3 separate regions of the Mus musculus genome follow, and regions 1 and 3 are each linked to region 2. A link is a contact called in public HiChIP or PLAC-seq and promoter capture Hi-C data. All regions are on one chromosome and are shown on one strand. The core of a region is the stretch at or near the end of the contact, and the rest is flanking DNA. Distances in the headings are between cores, read along the strand shown.

What was found. Promoter capture Hi-C pulls out the DNA fragments that hold promoters and counts their contacts. HiChIP or PLAC-seq counts read pairs in DNA pulled down with a chosen protein or histone mark.
Region 1: a contact with region 2 is called in an H3K27ac HiChIP or PLAC-seq map of acute myeloid leukemia, with 6 times the contacts expected there. The contact joins the enhancer-like site here to the promoter of Nrap in region 2. A contact is called at or near these places in 4 of 39 promoter capture datasets (liver, pre-B cells and stem cell-derived epiblast-like cells) and 3 of 115 datasets of contacts at active chromatin or transcription factors (acute myeloid leukemia, embryonic stem cells and pancreatic cancer cells).
Region 3: a contact with region 2 is called in a promoter capture Hi-C map of second pharyngeal arch cranial neural crest. The contact joins the promoter of Fam160b1 here to the promoter of Nrap in region 2. A contact is called at or near these places in 5 of 39 promoter capture datasets (cranial neural crest, hematopoietic stem and progenitor cells, liver and 2 more), 1 of 484 Hi-C or Micro-C datasets (the G1E-ER4 cell line), 3 of 115 datasets of contacts at active chromatin or transcription factors (bone marrow-derived macrophages, large pre-B cells and regulatory T cell precursor) and 2 of 9 other capture datasets (adipose tissue and liver).

The regions. Positions count from the first base shown.
Region 1 is chr19:57,098,649-57,101,994 of GRCm38.p6, forward strand. All of the region lies in intron 6 of Ablim1 (actin-binding LIM protein 1), which reads right to left. Among named protein-coding and RNA genes, the nearest start is that of Afap1l2, 92 kb to the left of the region's middle. Within about 2 kb of position 1,518, at least 42 of the 459 cell types and tissues checked have an H3K27ac peak or open chromatin away from gene starts, as enhancers often do. A contact at or near this core is called in acute myeloid leukemia, where this site is marked.
Region 2 is chr19:56,387,906-56,391,555 of GRCm38.p6, forward strand. Nrap (nebulin-related anchoring protein) reads right to left here and starts at 2,133. Exons shown (of 42, transcript NM_008733.4): 1 at 1,901-2,133; 2 at 1,485-1,579; 3 at 844-931. The coding sequence starts at 1,972.
Region 3 is chr19:57,359,368-57,362,616 of GRCm38.p6, forward strand. It overlaps Fam160b1 (family with sequence similarity 160, member B1), which reads left to right and starts at 1,642. Exons shown (of 17, transcript NM_145505.4): 1 at 1,642-2,003. The coding sequence starts at 1,959. It overlaps B230217O12Rik (RIKEN cDNA B230217O12 gene), which reads right to left and starts at 1,532. Exons shown (of 3, transcript NR_040316.1): 1 at 647-1,532.

The DNA of each region.
Region 1 (3,346 bases), core at 268-2,767, 710 kb after region 2:
AGACTAAAAATATTTTGTCTTCGTCCCCAGGGTTGGAGGAGCCTTCAGGGCGGGAACCAAGACTGGAGAGTCAGAAAAACACAGCTTGCTTTTAAAAACATCCTCCCCTGATATCCTCTCCCACTGCGACCAGACTTTCATCCCTGTTCACAAACAACTTGCTGCACGCACTCTGCAGATCCCACAGTTCTCTGGGAGCGGGAGGGAGCTCCTAGCAGCCACTGGCTCTCAGTTCCAATTGTTAGGAGGAAGAAATAACTGGGGGTGGGGGGGGGGGGGTTAAGCAAGTTGAAGAAGGAAGGGGCGTGGATGATCGGAGTCAGGATCCTTGGAGCTTCTTGGTGATGCCCCAAGGAGCAGTAAAGCTAAGCAAGGTTCACCTTTGGATGACAATGGACAATGGAGGAAACAGACTCAATTCACATTCCAGACTTCTACAATGCTGGGTGGGGTCGGTCCAGCTTCAAGTCCTCTGGATTCCTCTGGAAGAGCAGGACTTGGGGATGAGGCCAGGAGCAGCTACACAAGTGGCTATCCCGACCCTCCACCTGCTACAACAGACCCAGGAGACAAGGGGACATTCCAGAGGTGAAACAGTGGCCTACCGGATCCTGACACCCAGAGACAGCTCAAGCCACATCATGGCCCAGTGCGTTGGGAGCTCTGGCTTCCATTGTGTGTAGTGATGTAGCACTATAAACTTTCACCCTGGGGTGAGAGAGGCCTGCACTGTGCCCACAGGCACGAGACCATCTGACTTCTGAAGTAAATACATCTTACCGTAAAGTGACAGGCACACAGTCAATGCCCGGTATTGTCCCATGACACAAAGACGGTGAAAGCCCAGAGAAGGAGTTACCCTACAGGAAGTGCAGGTGAGGCCTTGGGACGATGCTCCTTCCCTGATGCTCAGCAGCCTGGATGCAGAAGCCCCTAACAGATGACAGTTGGTGGCTCAGTGGTTAAGAGCACTGGCTGCTCTTCCCAAGCACCTGGGTTCGATTCCCAGCAACCACATGGTGCCTCACCATGCACACCAACTCCACTGCACCCCACTATGCTAAAATGTTTGTTCCCACATGTGAGAAGAACATGTCACTAATACAACCTGTTGCAGGGGATGGCCATGATAGTAAAGAGAGCACAGTATCTAAGAGGCCTAGGTCAACGATGTGTGAGCCTTTTCTTAGGCTTGTTTGTAGCATTTGACAGTTGAACTTGAGGCCCCAAGAAAAGTTCTATGTCTGTGAGAAACAATAAAGCGAATAAATGGTATGATTTGATGTCTATGCTTACAGTCAATGTAAATTAAATGAAGATACACTATGGGCAGAGTGGGTTTACACTATCCCTGAGCCAGCGGCTGCATCACGTAATTGAAAATCCCACAGACCACACACACCTACGGCAGTAGCAACCGCTGGTATTTAGACCTTTATCCTTCAGCCTAAGTAGTATTTTCACATCTCTCCTTGCTGTGGTTTGAATAGAAATGGCCCCACAGGCCCGTGTGTTTAAAAGTTGGTCCCCACCAACTGCTGCTGCTACTGCTGTTTGGGAAGGTTTCAGAGCCTTTAAGGAGGCGGAGCCTGGATTGGGCTTTGAGTCACTTCCTGTTCTCTTTCTCTCTGTTTCCTGAGCGTAGATGAAATACGACCGACCAGTCAGCTTCCTACCCCTACCACTGTGCCTTCTTTGCCTTGTGCCTTGTCCACTATGTCCTTCTCCCCCTGAAGCCATAAGCCAGAATGAGCCCTTCTCACGGATGCTGCTTTTTGTTGGGCTATTTTAAAAAAATATTTATTTAGTTATTTATTCTTTGTATGTGAGTACACTGTCACTCTCACCAGAAGAGAGCATCAGATCTCATGACAGATGGTTGTGAGCCACCATGTGGTTGCTGGGTATTGAAATCAGGACCTCTGGAAGAACAGTCAGTGTTCTTAACCGGTGAGCCATCTCTACAGCCCCTTGTTGGGATATTTTAATCACAACTGAAAAGAAATTAATATATGCCTCCTCATTGAAGGCTTGTGGCAGTTTTACTTGATAAGAATAGCAAGGACCCACCACTGTCCCCGTTTTCTAGATGGTCAAGGTGAGGCTCTAAAATTGGTGTCTTCCATGATGGTGGAGTTTATAATGAAATCAGTTCTTACAGAGAATACTCATAGGGGCTTAAGGAGAGCAAGAGGAAGAAATAGCTACAGATCTTACAACCTAGGGACGCTACGGGGTAAAACCAAGACCATGTAATTACATTTATGAAGTGTGGTATAGGCACAGTGTAGAGGGGCAGTGTGATAAAGGGCTCAGTGCACAAGCATGGTAGAGCGCTGTAGTCACCAAGGTACCAGACACTACTCTCTCTGATCCTCATGTCCCCCAGCGGGGGCCTGGGCCCTTTGTTGAAGTGATCAGTTCCCAGCCTCCACCAGTTCTAGTCCTCAGGTCACCAGACATGCCTACCTCAAGACCCGACCTGAGACCACAAGCAACACTCTTGCCTTTGAAACAATAGGTCAATTTTTATTAAATACCACATGGGCGCCAATACTGCGTGGATAAAGAGTATGACGTATTCCTTTTGTCTACCGAAGGAAGTTATGCTTCCTGGCCCCAGCATTCAACAACATCCACAATTTGGCCTAGGCTTCACAGTCTACTCGCTATGAACATACCCTGTATACCTGGACACGTGGGCTTTGCCTTGCCTCACCTCAAATATGTCCATGAGCCAGTGTCTTCCCCATTCATTGAGAGCAGCTACTCCCAAGCTTCTCTGTGACTCAGAGAACAAACTGGGTCATATCAGCATGTGTTTGTAATCCTGGACATAAGGAGGTTGACCTTTGGCCTCCTCATGCACATACCCACATGCATACCCGTGCGCACACACACACACACACCACACACACACACACACACAAAGATTCTGAGTGATGCTAAGGTTCATGTCCATTTCAAAACTTCCTTTCTTTATTTTAAAAATAGGGTCTGACTGTGTAGCCCAGGCTGTCCTGAAACTCCCTATGTAGACCAGGCTGGCCTCATACTGCTAGGATCATAATATGCACTTCAAGCATTCCCTTTGATAGATATGCATCTACTTCTTGACCTCAACACATCTTTTAAATGCATCTAATCAAAACACACACCATTTAAATAACATAATAAGTTGCAATTGCTGGCTAATGAACATTTTCTCCATTGAACTTTAACTTCTTGGCAGCAAGAACATTGTCTTATTCGCATCTGTATTTCAAGAGTCTATGGATGCTGTACATTTTTTTTTGTAAAAACAACCTATTCTATGTAATAAAGTACCAATGCTACAAGCCTGATT
Region 2 (3,650 bases), core at 883-3,382:
AACTTGCGACATAACAGCATAATGCAGAGAGCTTAGGGAGGTAGTTCTGGTAACAGCTGTAGAGTCACATGCAAGGACAGAAGCATTAAGACACTTTCTTAAGTTCTGTTCTGTGAATACCAGAGTCCATGCAAATGGGGGTGACACCAGGAAAGGACTCTGGGGTGAAGAGAGATTACTAGAGAGCCCTCCACCTGCTGGGTAATTCCTAATTTTAGAAATCAGCCTTAGTTCCATCCCACAGAGCAGTTACTCTTGGGCCTGCTGACAAAGCGCTAATGATTCATCGTGTTAATGGACACAGCAGTCCCATCAACAACTGAGTGGGTGACAGAAGCTCACTATTGGATTTACCTCACCATCCTCCCAAAGCAAACTTCATTTCCCAAACTATACCTGAGCTGTCCTCCCTAAAGGGGGAACGTGAGATTATACATAATTGTAAACCACTACATAGTTCAAGGAGTGCAAACTGGAGGGTTTTAATATTCTATTCCAAAATACTACAGGTTGGGGGGGGGGAAGAAGAGTGCTCCTTGTAATATTTTCAACTACGTAAATTTTGTTTTATGTGTTAACGACCCAATGTATGCAAGGCCTAGCGTATAAACTGATAAACGTGGTCTGGCTGGCCAGACATAGGTCAGAATCAAGGACCTGCATTGGCTGCTAAGGTTGAGGTAGGACAAAGAGCAGAAATAGTCTTTTAAGAGCACTTTTCATGTAGGAGGAGGAAGTGAGTTGGTTCATATAACAGACAGAAACACTTAAAACCCAACAGGTGTCAGAGTCCATGGATTTTTCTTTAAAGGCTATTTCAAAATGCAAAGCTAAGCAACTTACCCCTCCCATGGCTGCCACAGACTTCTTCAAGGTTAGATTTAAGGGTGTGTGGTAGACGCTAGTGAACGTGTTGTTCTTAGGGTTGTGGCTGTAAAATTAACGCAGATCAAAATTAGGAACGTGCTTTATCCAAAGGGACAAGGGATAAGGGATTCTTCTTAAAACACTGGTCTCTTTTTAAGATGGGTGAACACAGTACTCAAGCATTCAGCTCCTTGATTTCCCAATGAGTCAGCCTCAAAAACTCAAATCATGTCAACTGAGCACATAAAACAGTGAGGTACATTTCACCAAGGACAGTCACTCGAGAAGTTTCCTACAGAATAGATGAATCTGGACATTATGTAGGAGAAATAGCTCTGTCTATGCATATCTTTGGCAGTTCCACTATCCTGCGAAGTTCATCGTCTGACACACAGAGGTGACAGAGGTGGACTCGGTCTCTTACTAACTAGAAATTTGACATTGATTGACCACGGTTGAAAACCCCGCTTTGGGCTCTTCTGTGACTAGATATGAGTGTGCACCTCGGGAGAGGTGCTACTCGGAGTCCAGCCTGGAGCTTGGGTACTGGTCCTTCAGATGGCTACTTGTTGAAAACCAAAAGTCATGCAGTGGCGAGCAGGGCGCCAGACACTTACGCGTGACAGTACGGCTTTTTCTGGTGACTCACGAAGTTATTAACAGAAAGCATCATCTTACAGACTTCACAGTGAAAACATGCTTTGTGCCATGTCTGAAAGTCACAGAAAAGATCTGCCAATTAGCTGTCCTCCTCCAGGCCTGGAGCTCACAGACTTTCAGGTTAAAAAGTTGGGAATTGTGTGTAAAATGAAGATAAAATGAGTTCCTGAACTTACACATGGGTATAATATGTTAAAATGAAACTATTTTTTTTTCCCTTGAAACAGCGCAGAAGACATAGAAATGAACAGAACTTAGGTAAGGTAGAAAAAAACATATCTTTTCCTTATCATTCAATATACCTCTATACATGAGAAGATAAAAATCCCAAGCTTGTCAATTTTCCCAAAGACCATAGAAAGAGTCCACTGACCTGATCTATGCAGCTGATCTTCTCAGCAGGGTAAACCCCATAGCCACACCTAGAGCAGGCCTGCACATTCATCTTGGAGTGTGGGAGACAGGGAGAAGCAACAGACAAAATCCACTAGAACCTCCACTTGGGTCGGTACCACCTTCAAAAGCCCACCACTATGAAACTCCTCGGGACGCCTGGAGCCTTCGGAATCCAACTTCCACTTTCCTACACTGAGCTGACTTTCTGCTTTGGAGTCCGCAGCTGGTTGGTTTTTAAAGCTGCCACTTACTCAAGTGACAATTTTGGCAACTCCGTCAGCACGCATGCGTCTGAGACAAGGTAGAGGTATTTCAAGCTGACGTGCTTCTCAAAATAGAAAAGTTAACTCACGATGGCTTCATGTTTATGTGGAGAACCAACTCTTGGGGGGTGGGGGGTGGGGGGCGGTCAGATGCTTGGGCTTGGTGAACACTGCCTGTGGTCATACTCCAGAAAAGGAGCCAGAAGAGTAGCCATACCCCCGTGTAGACATCAAATTAGAAAAGCTGACTGTTATGCCTCTGACAAAGGCAGACAGGCGGATCCCCAGACTATGGGTGAATGAAGAAAAGAAAGAAAAAGGAAGGAAGGAAGGAAGGAAGGAAGGAAGGAAGGAAGAAAGAAAGAAAGAAAGAAAGAAAGAAAGAAAGAAAGAAAGAAAGAAAGAAAGAAAAACATGACTGCTCCTAGGTGTGGTGGAGAAGAAAGTTCACTGCAGATAAAAGCGAGACCACAGCCTGAGGCAGGGCCATCTTCCAGAGTCCAGAGTAGACACGGCCAGTCTGAGCTGGGCCGTGTGTGCAGGCAGGGGAAGGTAGAGAGGGAACTTGGTGTGGCAGCTAAGAGGCCAAAGGGGCAGGTAACCAAACTGCGGAGATTGTGTAGGGGAGAGCCTCTGGGGAAGGGCAGTCCAGCTTGGAGGGTTCAGGGTAGGGGACCTGGTATACCAGCCTTACCCTGTAACAGGTAGGGACCAAGGAAAGCTGGGAGAACCTGGCGTCCAGGTCCACTTGGATATGTTAAATAGGAACCTCAGCTGTTGGCCCAGGTTTGAGATCTAACACTGGGAATAAATGAGAATTGATTCACACTCCCAGAAGGATAAAAACCAAATCTGAATGGTGTCGATTTTGTAGTTACAAAACTAGAAACTTATGATACTCATTTGTGCTTAACTTTTACAGGAATCGAAAAATATGTAAGAATAAATAAGAATGCTTGGTGTTTGGCCGTCTATATTTTGTCTAGAAGATTCCAAAAAGATTCATTCCCTTGCCTCAGAGGTCCTAACAGAGATAGTTTAATGACAAAAATCTCCTCTCTGCTTTGGGAACGTGCCCATGGTATTTAGTCTCTGCTTACAGGCAACCTGTGACCTTCTGAGACACCCGCTACAAAATCACTTGTCCACCCCAGGACCCGACTGCTTTGTGTGTCTACCTCCTCCTCATTAGTCTTACAATGGTGATTACCACCTGGAAATATTAAATGTGAATAAATCTACTGTTCAGAATCATGTCACCTCCACCAAAGTATAACACTGTGGTCCAGACTGCAACTTCCACGTTCCAGGGTCTAGAATAAGGCCTGTCCTTGGTGCTCATTAGAGCTAGTAAGCTAATGTAAGAAACGTCATGCTTACACCAAGATGCCCACAGAGGCTAGATCTGAAGTCCTAGGCAATGCTAAGACCTCAGACAGATGTGTACATGTCCCACCCATAGCA
Region 3 (3,249 bases), core at 392-2,891, 970 kb after region 2:
AGTGCCTCCTCCAGCATTCGGAACGGGAGTAGGAAATCTATCTACTGGCTATACATTAGTGCCTCCTCCAGCATTCGGAACGGGAGTAGGAAATCTACCTACTGGCTTTACATTAGTGCCTCTCCCAGCATTCGGAACGGGAGTAGGAAATCTACCTACTGGCTCAGTTACAGTTCTAGCTAACTTGTGCGTCTTAGAAATTAGGGACCAGGCAGATAAATCATTGAGTATTGATATTAACCCATAGCCAAACATATATTTTATTGTGCTTATAATAAGTATGCAAAGTTAAATATCCATCACACACAACTTGTAGCCCGCCTAAACATCACTCCCTACACAAGTTGTGGCTGCAGGACATTGTGAAAATACAAACTGCCATGTAATTAGCCAGGAAAATTATTATGGTTGATAAACTGACCAAACCTCATAAGTAGTATGAATAATAACAACAAACATTGTGTGCTCTAGGATGGAGCAGGAACAAGGACCTTGAACGTGGCAAGGAACACAGCTCAATGTCCAACAAATAACAGAGGATGTTGCCAGCGTTTTAGTTTACAGAAAGCAAGGCTATGCTTACCTGCTTTTGAGCATAGCAGAAGCAAACAACCAAAGCATGAGAAAGACTCGAGTCTCCCCTTACCTTCTCTCTTGGTTTCCTCTCCTCTTGTGTTGTTACTAATGTTATAACAAGGAGGAGAGCCTGTGATCCCCGGCTTTCTTCACTGCTACATTGGTAACCTCACGGCCCAGAATGGCAGAGCTGGATCCAAACAGGCTTCTCAACCCTGCTCAGAGTTGCGGCGCCCTCTTCTGCCCTCTGCTCAACGAATTATACTATCAATAGGTATTTTTCATCCATGTTAATGAGAAATCTACTTCACCCTAATGCAGAACTCCCCGATCCTTTTCGTGAAATGCTAATACCAGCTTGAAACAAAGTTCTTCAGATTTTCAGAAGTTGCATCAACCATCTTAAAATGGTCAGTGTTTCCTCTACGCCTTGTTTAATACACATTTGCATAGTGTTTTAGGAAGCCTCCAGCCCAGGGCTCATTAACTTGAGGCTTCACTCATCGGTGTTAGGCATCCTGAATATTATTTCCTTTTCCAGAAACACACTGAAACCTTGTAGGCCACCATCCTGCGTTATTTAACCGAACCCTCATCCCACGTGTCCATTTGGCATTTCCGGGTTTTGATAAGGATAAGCTATTTTAGTCTAGCGGGATCTTCCCACCTGCATTGGATGCGGTCGAATCCCTAGCACGTGGACCCGCTGTCCGTTTTTTGCGTTCGGGATGCTGGTATTTTCCCAGCGGCCTTCCAGTCTTGCCCTACGTATGGTACGCAAGCGCAGCGTCAACACGTCGCTGCCAAATCCTCACACTGCTCTCTGGTCACCGAGAGACGAGTGCCAGCACCGCCGGGTGCGCCACGCCAGGCCCGCCCTCCCTCCTGGCCTCAGCCTTTCAGCGCCCCGCCGACCCCGCCCGCCCTGCTCTCCCCATCGGCCCCGCCCTCAAGTCGGCCCCGCCCTCCCTGCTGGCCCCGCCCTCCCCGCCCTGGCCTCTGCGCGCCCCGCCCCGCGTCCAGCGACGCCGGCAGCGGAGACCTGGGCTTCCCCGGGCCGCATCAGCGTCCCCTGCAGGCCGCGGCGGGCACGGCAGCCGGAAGAGCCCGAGCTCCTGCCACCGTGTCCGCGTCGCCGCCGCTGAGCTCCGCGGTGCCCCGATTGCAGCCGAACGACCTCGGAGCCGCCCGCCGCGGCCCCGCGTCCTCCGATCAGAGCCGCCGCGCCTCCCGCCCGGCCTCCGCCCTCCGCTCCCCGCCCGGGCCCGCCCGCACCGGCCTTCACTCTGGAGCGGCCCGGGCAGCCGCAGCAGGGGCGGCGGCGGCGCATCGAGGAGCTCTCCAGGTCGTCCCGGGAGAAGCTGCTGCAGTCCCGGGACAGGATGTTCTCCAAGCTTACGTCCATCCTGCAGCATGCCGTGGAGGCGGTGAGTCCGATTGGGGTGCGGGGGGCTGCGAGGCGCGGGGAGGGAGGCTGCGGCGAGGCCTGGGCACCCCCGGGGCCTCTGCTCTCCAGCCGGGGACCGGGCGGCTCCCGAGGCCTCCTGGCCGTTAACCTCCGGGGCTACGTGGCCAGCGCCGCGCAAGACAAAAGAACGGCGGTGCTGGTGGGCAGGGCTTGCTTTTGCTTTGGTACGGGTGAGAGAGGAGCGGCGGGGACCCTGGGGCCCGGTCCACACCGGTACCGGCTCTGCCAGCTCGGGCCCAGCGGCCCACCTCGGCCGGACCTCGGTGATCGATCTGCGGGAGTTTGCGGGTCCGCGATCGCCCAGCTCACACCATCTGTTTCCCTTTTCTTGTCTGTAATGCGCTTCCTGGAGGCTCTTGGCGCAGCCTGCAACCGCTGTACTGTGAGCCTGGTCCTAAACAGCACCGGGGGGACAGAACTCAAACCGCCAAACGTACAGCACCCAAAAACCTAGGAAGAGAATGCTTTTCTTGTCGGTGCTAAACGCGACCCTTTGCTTTATTTTACTAGCTAATTTTGGACTGAGTATCATCCTATGTGAAGAAAGTTACTGTGTTTTTTTTTTTTTAATGGCATTTTCTTTGCATATTGAGAATGGCCTAATAGTAGCACTTTCAAATTCACATGACTTTCTAAAGAAAAGTAAAAAGATGACAAAATACCACGGTGGTTTTTAGGGTCAGCTAAGAAAATTAGAGTTGTGAGTTTCAGATATGGAGACAAAATTTTAACACAATTGCTTTTTACATACTTCGTGGAATTTGGGTTTCGCTTGGTGGCACATCAAACAAGAAAGAAATGGGGTTGCCTGAGGAGCAGTGTTGACACATGGGGTAGAGAACTGCACTCTAAGATGCCAATTCTACTTTTCTTGCTTAATATGGAGTCAGTGTGCAACAGCATTGGTAAAATAATTTTTAAAACTTTTAACAACACTTATATTGATATTTTGTATTATACTTCAGACTATAAAGAGTCATCAAACTTTTAAAGTTCAACATTGCTTGATATAATGATAACTAAAAGATAACTATGAATAAATTATATGGATGAAACCCTGGGGCCTGCCGTGTTCTAGATAAAAACACTCCCACTGGATTTTATTTTATTTATTTATTTATTTATTTATTTATTTTTGAGATAGAGAATTGCCCAGTGCCCCAAGGTGGCCTTGAACTCATTGAGCTCTGCTCAGACTGGCCTCG